Regions from separate parts of the Mus musculus genome. Here all the other regions are linked to region 1. The links are chromatin contacts, called in public HiChIP or PLAC-seq maps. All regions are on one chromosome and are shown on one strand. Each heading gives the region's core, a stretch centred on a gene start, on an enhancer-like site or on the middle of the called end of the contact. The rest is flanking DNA. Distances are from core to core; before and after follow the strand shown.

What was found. HiChIP or PLAC-seq counts read pairs in DNA pulled down with a chosen protein or histone mark.
Region 2: an H3K27ac HiChIP or PLAC-seq map of embryonic stem cells shows a contact between it and region 1, with 5 times the contacts expected there. The contact joins the promoter of 4732416N19Rik here to the promoter of Klhl42 in region 1. A contact is called at or near these places in 10 of 39 promoter capture datasets (the 3T3-L1 cell line, the C10 cell line, HPC-7-derived erythroid cells and 5 more), 1 of 15 datasets of contacts at CTCF or cohesin (large pre-B cells), 4 of 484 Hi-C or Micro-C datasets (CD4 T cells, CD8 T cells and uterus), 17 of 115 datasets of contacts at active chromatin or transcription factors (the 230-238 cell line, astrocytes, differentiating embryonic stem cells and 9 more) and 4 of 9 other capture datasets (adipose tissue, embryonic stem cells, liver and 1 more).
Region 3: an H3K4me3 HiChIP or PLAC-seq map of the 230-238 cell line shows a contact between it and region 1, with 6 times the contacts expected there. The contact joins the enhancer-like site here to the promoter of Klhl42 in region 1. A contact is called at or near these places in 6 of 39 promoter capture datasets (the 3T3-L1 cell line, 3T3-L1-derived adipocytes, the HPC-7 cell line and 2 more), 9 of 115 datasets of contacts at active chromatin or transcription factors (the 230-238 cell line, T-cell acute lymphoblastic leukemia, astrocytes and 5 more) and 2 of 9 other capture datasets (adipose tissue and embryonic stem cells).

Annotation. Positions count from the first base shown.
Region 1 is chr6:147,089,789-147,092,368 of GRCm38.p6, reverse strand. It overlaps Klhl42 (kelch-like 42), which reads right to left and starts at 1,294. Exons shown (of 3, transcript NM_001081237.1): 1 at 2-1,294. The coding sequence starts at 837.
Region 2 is chr6:148,210,993-148,213,572 of GRCm38.p6, reverse strand. 4732416N19Rik (RIKEN cDNA 4732416N19 gene) reads right to left here and starts at 1,285. Exons shown (of 2, transcript NR_015615.1): 1 at 1,143-1,285. It overlaps Ergic2 (ERGIC and golgi 2), which reads left to right and starts at 1,199. Exons shown (of 14, transcript NM_026168.4): 1 at 1,199-1,603.
Region 3 is chr6:148,172,161-148,174,740 of GRCm38.p6, reverse strand. Far2 (fatty acyl CoA reductase 2) reads right to left here. Exons shown (of 12, transcript NM_001347516.1): 10 at 1,214-1,343; 11 at 713-840. Among named protein-coding and RNA genes, the nearest start is that of 4732416N19Rik, 39 kb to the left of the region's middle. Within about 2 kb of position 1,275, at least 3 of the 459 cell types and tissues checked have an H3K27ac peak or open chromatin away from gene starts, as enhancers often do. A contact at or near this core is called in the 230-238 cell line, where this site is marked.

The DNA of each region.
Region 1 (2,580 bases), core at 45-2,544:
CCGCTTCTGGTTCATGGAGGCCACCTGCAGCCACTCGTTGGTGATGGGATTGTAGGAGTGTGCGGCAGAGATCTCCTGGCTGGTGATCCTGTAACCACCCACGATGAAGAGGTAGTTGTCCAAAATGGCTGAGCCGTAGCCCCTGACGTTCACCAGGTCGGGGGGCAGGTTGTTGGCCAGGGGGAACCAGCGCTCCGTGGTCTCCTCGTACCTAAGCATGGACGGGGGTTCCCCCTGATACGGGTGCGGGGCAAGGGGTCCCCCGAGGAAGTCCCCCAGGGCCACCAGGACCGGGGTCCCGCGCATGCGGGCCTCCCTCAGCCTCTGCTTCAGGCTGCAGTCCCCGGGGGCCTGCGGCGGCGACAACAGTAGCGGGAATTGCGGCTGACACAGCACCTGGTGGAAGCGCAGCACCATGAAGCGCAGGCAGGCGTCCTGCAGGTCGGGCAGTCCGTACACCTGCGCCAGGCGGTACAGCTCCAGGCAGTTGCCCAGACGCACGTGCGACAGCAGCAAGCGCAGAAGCGCCGTGACCTGCAGAAAGGACGCGGCCTCCACCATCTCGGACAGCACACTAGCCTCGGCCAGCTCGTCCTCGCTCAGGCCCCAGCCCTCGCGCGCGCCGCCCGCGTTGATGAAGTCCAGCACCAGCCGCAGGCCCGGAGCGCTCAGGCCGCGCAGCTGCTGCACCTCCGGGCCCACCTCGGGCCGCACGGCCTCGCGCATGCCGGAGCGGTAGAGCGCGCGGAAGTAGTCGCTCTGTTCGATCAGCTTGCTCTTGCTCACCGGGTAGCAGCGGTCTTCCAGGCGGATCTGCACCATCTCCTCGGCCGACATGGCTGGGCCGCTGCGCCCCGCCGCTCGGCCGCTCAGGCTCCTCCCCCGGGCGCACAGCCTCCGCCGAGCCCGGCCTGCGCTCTCGCTTCCTTCCTTCCGCCGCCGCGGGCCGCGGGCCCCGGGCTCAGCCCCGCCGGTGCGTCACACGCCCTCCGAGTAAACGGCCTCTCTGATCTTTAATCCATGTGTCTATGTGGGTTCCTCCGCTACAATGCAGGTGCCAGGAAGCCAAAGGCGGCAGATCACCCTGCAGCCTGAGGTAAGGGCGGTTGTGAGCTGCCCTACGCGGAAACGGAGCTCCTGTCCTCCGCAGCAGGAGTGTGCACTCTTAACCACTGTGCATTTCTCCAGCACGGTGTTGTTAGGAAACAAACAAACGCGTCGGTTCGCGGTGCTCGCCCCCTACGCACAAGTCACCGTACTTGATCTTCTGGTGTTTCCCGCAGCCCCACAGTCCCTGTGTGAGTTTTCCTGGGCCAGTCAGTACTGCGAGGTTTTAGATCCGCGGGGTGGTTCCAGAGTGGACTAACGGATTACTAGGGCTAAGCAATTTATTAGAAGAGTTATTAACTCCATGGACAAGACAGACAGATAGGAAGGCAGGCAGTGGCATGGTTCAAACCCCAGCACCAAGACAGCAGAGTCTCTGAGCAGCAAAAAGGGCAGGTGGGTGGAGAGGATGCGGAGATGGGGATGCGGAGATGAAGATGCGTCAGAGCTGTCCCCTCTGGGTAGCACTTGCCCGCTCTCATCCCTATCTACCCCACCACCACCATCCCATCATAGCTGTTAGGAAAGAACATTTTCCTATGTTCCCTGGCGGGACGCTTGGTTAGAAGGCTGGATCCCAAAGGCTGTAATGAAGCGATAGTGTCTGCCCTGGTACCCATGGTGCCCTGCCTTGCATTCCCCAGCATTACTGTGTCCGTCGGCTGCTTCACAGAGAGAGGGCTGTCGGCCATTATATTCTGCAGAATACACACAAAGGTAAGGAACTATGAAGTACAGAAAACATTCTAGCAGGATCCGGCCTTCCCATGGGAAAGAGACACAACACATGGACCTGAGGCTTGCTATGCCTTACTTTCTTGGATACTCTGAGAAACTTGGAACACAGCCCCGTGATTGACAGGCCTGCAATCATTCCTGGCAGGCTTCCGTTCCCCATCTGTCACTCTCAGTGTTTGGGGTATGAGGAGGGTTTCAGGTGAGGGGCCAAGGATTTAGTAGATTCTACAGCAAGGCAAAATGCCACAGCTACCATTAGACATCAGGCTGGGGGCTTCTGGGAGGGCTGACTTAAAAAAGGCTGGACCTGGATCTGTCTGCGCCTCCATCAGCAAGGCAGGATTCAGTGAGTCACCAGAAGAACAGGCTCTTAGTCTCTGGCTCTTTAGAATCTTTACCAATGGAAGCTTTTGTTTCCAGACCAACTGGTATTCTCTTGCCTTTTAAAACAAACCAGAAAGCCAACCTTTGAGAATGATTCTCATTAGAGAGGCAATTCAACCCTGGTCACATTACCACAGTGAGGTCAGCTGGACTGCAATCTGAAGTGGTACCTGACAATACTGGGCACCGCTCCTGCAAGATTTTAACCCCTGGCCATACGATGGGGCATCTTAAAAGATCCAATAACTTCAGTAAACCACACAGTGTTCTAAAAAGCTGGGCATAAAGACAAATACATATAAACTTCTTTGTTACAAAGTATTTAAGCTATAGTAGTATCAAGGCTTCATG
Region 2 (2,580 bases), core at 36-2,535, 1.1 Mb before region 1:
TATAAAGTCAGGCAGGTCTTCCTGGCAATGTAGTTCAGTGGTACAGCTTCACTTGTATCAGGCTCCAAATCTGATGCCAAGCACCAGACAAAACAACAAAACGAAGCAAAGAAAGAGAAGCATTAAAGAAAACCAGAGAAGCTAAATGATTGATTCATTGGTTAAGAAGTTTCACTCTTCGGGAAAAATTAACTTTTATGCTTGTTAGCTTTTAAAATTGTTTTTCTAAAAATAGCAGGGTCAAATTATTTAGTTTTGCTATGTTGTGAAACCCAACTCTCAGGGGGATCGTTATTACTCTAAAGGAAACGTGCCCTGGAGACAAAGGATCAGGTGTAACTAAATGAACAACAGTCCTGCCTTTATCCAAGCTACAGCCTATACACTGTAGACCTGGGTATGGAGACGACAGGGAGGAGCTGCCGATAGATTACAAGTGAGGTAAGTTTGCATTTTAGACATGTATCAACACATTATTATGCCCATTTGACAGATGAGGGGATAGAGATACAAAGAAATGCAATATGCTCAAAGTCACGATATTAACAAGTTAGATTGGATATTTAATTTAGGTAATCTTGGCTTGAGGCTGTGTTTATTATCCACGAACCTTAAGTCAAATAGGAATTTATGATTAATTGGAGTAGTCTTGAAAGTCTGGAGATTAAATTGCCACCAGAGTGCATGCATTTGTCCTTGGTTTGAAGGATGAGGGTCTCTTTTCAGTAAAGGAGTATACACACAGTCAATCTGTAGTCAAGATCTCCCAGCCTGTTTCTCTTTGACAGCTCTTAACTACTCTTTACCTCCCTCTTAAAACTCAAACCCTTACCTACTAACCAAGTAAATAGTGGTATTTCTTGGCAATAGTATTGTGAAGATTAGAGAAAACAGTGCTTTCTGTGTAGACATTCGTCATAAGTACGCTTTCCTTAAAACTGTTTTTAAACCACAACGCGTGCCTGTAAAATTTGGTAGCAAATGGGTAGGACGGGAGCTTGAGTGGGTTCCTCTCCAGCATTTCGGAGCCAACTTTTTTTCCAAAGCCCCTCTATTCCGTCCTGTGCTGTGAAGGGCCATGAGCACACACTGTCGGGCTTTCTTGCGTAGCTTACTTTTAGGGAATCCTTAAGCACACTGACCGAATAATCGAAACCGTTCTCCACGCCCGACAAGGGAGGTTTAGGTGTTGTAGACCGGAATAAATGAAGACGCAAAGCCGGAGGCCTCTCAACCACCTGAGCTGCAGTGTGGCCGGCGCCTTAAGGTGGCTGGTGATCACTTCCGGTCTGTAGTGCGGAGCGCCGTTCCAGTCGGTTTGTCTCGGGGTCAGGCGGAAGGTAACTTCCCCTTCCTGGAAAGGGACCGGCCTCCTATTTTCACTTAGTTTCCACGTAGCCACGCCCCTTTCAGGTTGACCGCGCCGCTTGATTAGATCACATACCGTCAACGCGGAAAGTATCGCGAGTTCTCCATTTGCGCTCCCTTCGGACATGGTCAGCCGTGAGAGTTGCTCTTGTTCTCGCGAGATCTTCGTGTGCGCCGGGCTCGGGCGACCCGGGCTTCTGTGAAACATGGCGGTCGGCTGGGACCGTACCACTAGGTAAGACGCTAAAACCCTGCCGGGGCCGTTTCCTTCGGCGGTTACGGGCGGACGGGGACCTGGGCGCGGCTGAGGGGGCTCCCAGGCCTGGCACTGGCCTGTACTCGTCGCGGCTCTGCGGAGCAGCTGGCCGCGGAGCCGCTCCGCTGCCCGGGGGCGTTCCTGCCGAGTGCCGCCGGCGTCCGCGCCCGCGGCCAGGGAGCTTCGGTGATCGGCCGCGCCCTTCGTTGTCTCGTCCAGGCTGTCGTGGACAGCAGCGACCCTGCCAGCACCGTGGTCACTCTCGCCGTAAATTAAAAGCCGGGCCTAGAGAGGGGCCGGGGCGGGCGCAGACGCCGAGGCAGGTGGTGTGTGTGTGTCCCGTTTGTCAGCTGTTGACCCATCCAGGGGATGACGGCTCAGCTCCTGATACGGGACCGCCGTGGGTATCGTAGACGAGATCTCGGAGATCTACGGGCAAACGTGTCATTAACTTTAGGCGTGCAATTCGGTGCCCTAGGCTATAGGCAAGTAACAGCTGTTTCGGTGTTTCGAGATAGGCTTTCGTTCGGAAGCAATTAAAGATAGTTAAATTAGGCATTCTTCATTGGTTTGAAGTTGTAATTCCGAATTTCACTTCTCCAACCTCCAGTGTACGTCCGTACCTAAAGAAACGAGTGTGCTGCTGCCTTGCGGAAGGTCTCTTTGCCTACCTTTCTTATTAGTTAACCTTAAGTTACTATTCCAGCTTGTAGAGGAAGATCCTGAGAAATAGAAATTCCATGCTTTTGTAGTGAGGGTCCTGGGAAGCAGCTTTCTTTCAGATAGTAAACTTGACTGCTTTGCTGAGTATTACACCTGATTTCACTTCGGAGGTACACATTAAAGAAACATGGCAAGTTAGAGGACTTCTGAAAGGAAGTCACTGTAGTCTAGAACATGAACAACAAAGATTTACAAAACAGCATTTATTTTCACCAGGGTTTGCCATTTAAATA
Region 3 (2,580 bases), core at 26-2,525, 1.1 Mb before region 1:
TGCACTTTTGGAGCAAGCCTGGAACTTGAGTTGGAACCCATGTAAGGGTCAAAGGAATGAATTTGACTCCACAGGCACTATGGCATGCACACCCACACACCATGCACAAACAGTTTTAGAATGATCACTGTCTTATTGGCTGGAGGATAGATAGTGAACTTTGAAACCTGCTTTTCAAGTGTCCTTCCTTTTAGTGGTCTGTCTGTTCATTTTTACCATCTGCACTACAGACTGTTAGTTTTTGCAGGAATCATGACCCGAATACTCTTATTTGTCAGGGATTTTGACTAAAATAGGAAGGAGCTGTAGGAATCGAAGAGTAATTATGTGATTTTTCCAACGTATGTAGCATGGTCTGCCCTTTGGGTACCCCTGAGGTCATACTGTGGTAAGGTGCACAAGAACAAACAAACTTGGGCTCAAGCCTGGCTCTAGTATTTGTTTCTATGAAAAACATTTTGTTGTTGTTGTTGTTGTGCCCTAAATACTTCCTGGGTTAATGGGATAACAAAAAGACCTCAGGAGTAAGGTCTAAATTAATGTTGTATATTATAGGATAGTATGGAATGCAGGGTCTGTAATGCTCAAGAAATGTGAATCCAGCCTCATAGTAGCTGCTGCATAAATGCTGAGTAATTTAATTCATACACGTTCTAGTATAAAGTTAGTCAGCAGTAGAACCTCACAGATGGATACCAGTGAGTGTGCCTACCTTCTTAGGTGTTGCTTTGCTTTGGGGATACCGGCCAGATCCTCTTTTAGTAGATACTTCTTAACCCCCAAAACGTAATTTTCAATGTATTCGAGCCAGTTCAACTGACGCACATCAAAGTTGAATACCTGCAAAGCAAGAGATATAGACTGCCAGCATTGCACTGCCAGGCAGTCACCTTGTCCATTGTGGTTACCTGGAGCTCATGGAGCTTATTAATATGTCAATATGGCCAGAGTTGCTGGCCAGTGAGCCTCAGGCACCCAGCTGTCCCCACCTCCCTGCCACTGTTACCAAGCAGGCCACACAGCAATGAAGGTCCAATCACAGTTCACAGACAAGGTCTCTTAGCTGTACTGAGCTTGTTTCCTGTGAGTGCTGACATTATTGTGTGGTTTTCTTAGGAGGAGAAAAATCCTGTCTATATAGCTAGCACTCCCCTATCATCTGGTCACATAATTCTGAGTTCCCATTGTGCTCTGGAGTCAGAGCCATACTCACTCTCTGGTCTTCAGGACTGAGCTCTGACAGAAGCATCTCCGTGTTGTTTGTGCTCCATTCCCAACTGTGGTTGATGAAATACTCCAGCATGGAAATGGTTTTTAGCAGCCGGTTCATGAGCTTCAGCATTCTGAGGGAAAGACCAGTTAGGAGCTGGTGCCCTGCATCCTGCCTGCTAACTCTTCTTGCACAGTGCAGGGTGGCTGAGTATCATTAAGTACAAGTGCTGGTGGACTCCTGGCAGTGACACCAGCTCCCAGGAGGCCAAGGCAGGAAGACCAGCCTGGACTACTCAGTGAAGTCAAGTCCAGTAAAACTGTCTAGAGAACAAAACAAAAAATGTATCTCCTTTCCTCCAAGTTCTCAGAATTCTTTTTTGAGCTTCCAGATCACTTCCCTCTTTTGGCTAGTTTACAATAATAACAATTTCTACTATCAAGTTTCATGTTTATCTTTGATAAAGTACCTTATACCTCCTTCCTGTAAGTCCCAGCAACGAATCTAACAAAGTGCCCACTCTCGCTAAAATACACTTGTGGTCGATACTAGAAGGGTTTATAAGTTTCTGTGGAAGTTAGAATACTTATTTCTTCTCCACACTTTTCCCTTTAATTCTGTTAAATAACTGAGAGAGAATGAACCTAACAGTGTCTATCAGACATTTATTTACATCCTCCCAAGCACCCACCTCTCTCTCATCAGACATTGCAAAACTAAGCTAGTTACTGGCTTGAAAGGATTACTGTTTTTGTTTGGTTTTGATTTTGAGTCAGACCTTTAGAAAGCTAATTTCTTTTTATTACATGTTCTTAAAATTTGTAAAACTAAAAATAGGACCTCAGGTCTTAGTAGAAAAACTTCAGCTTAGTACTGGAGTATAGTCAATTCTGTTACAAATTGTGATGCTCTGGGAATTTGGCCTTATTCTTTGTTCAAGTTCCCATCAACTATTGAGAGAATTTCATGGGAAATATCTTGTTTGAGAAGTAGATTTAAATAGTCTAGGAACAGTAGTTGTATAGTGTGTCACTATCCAAGGAGTATTCATTTTTAGAAAAACAACAAAAATGTTATTCTTAGGTAGAGGACTTTTGTACATAAAACACAAAACATGTAAAGAAAAACTCAGAACTTAGTCACAACAGTGATTATTATATTCTATGCTCTTTTATGTCAAATACATATGTTTTCTATCCCATTTTTATAGAAGAGTTAGAATTTAGAAAGAAAGTATATTTTATGACTCATGGCTAAATTAGTGAAGCCAAGATTTTAATTCTGGCTCCCAACTTCACAATGTCAGATCCTACAGTGACTGGCCTTATAAAAAGCCATAAGAGGATTATTTTGGGGCCAGTAATAGATGG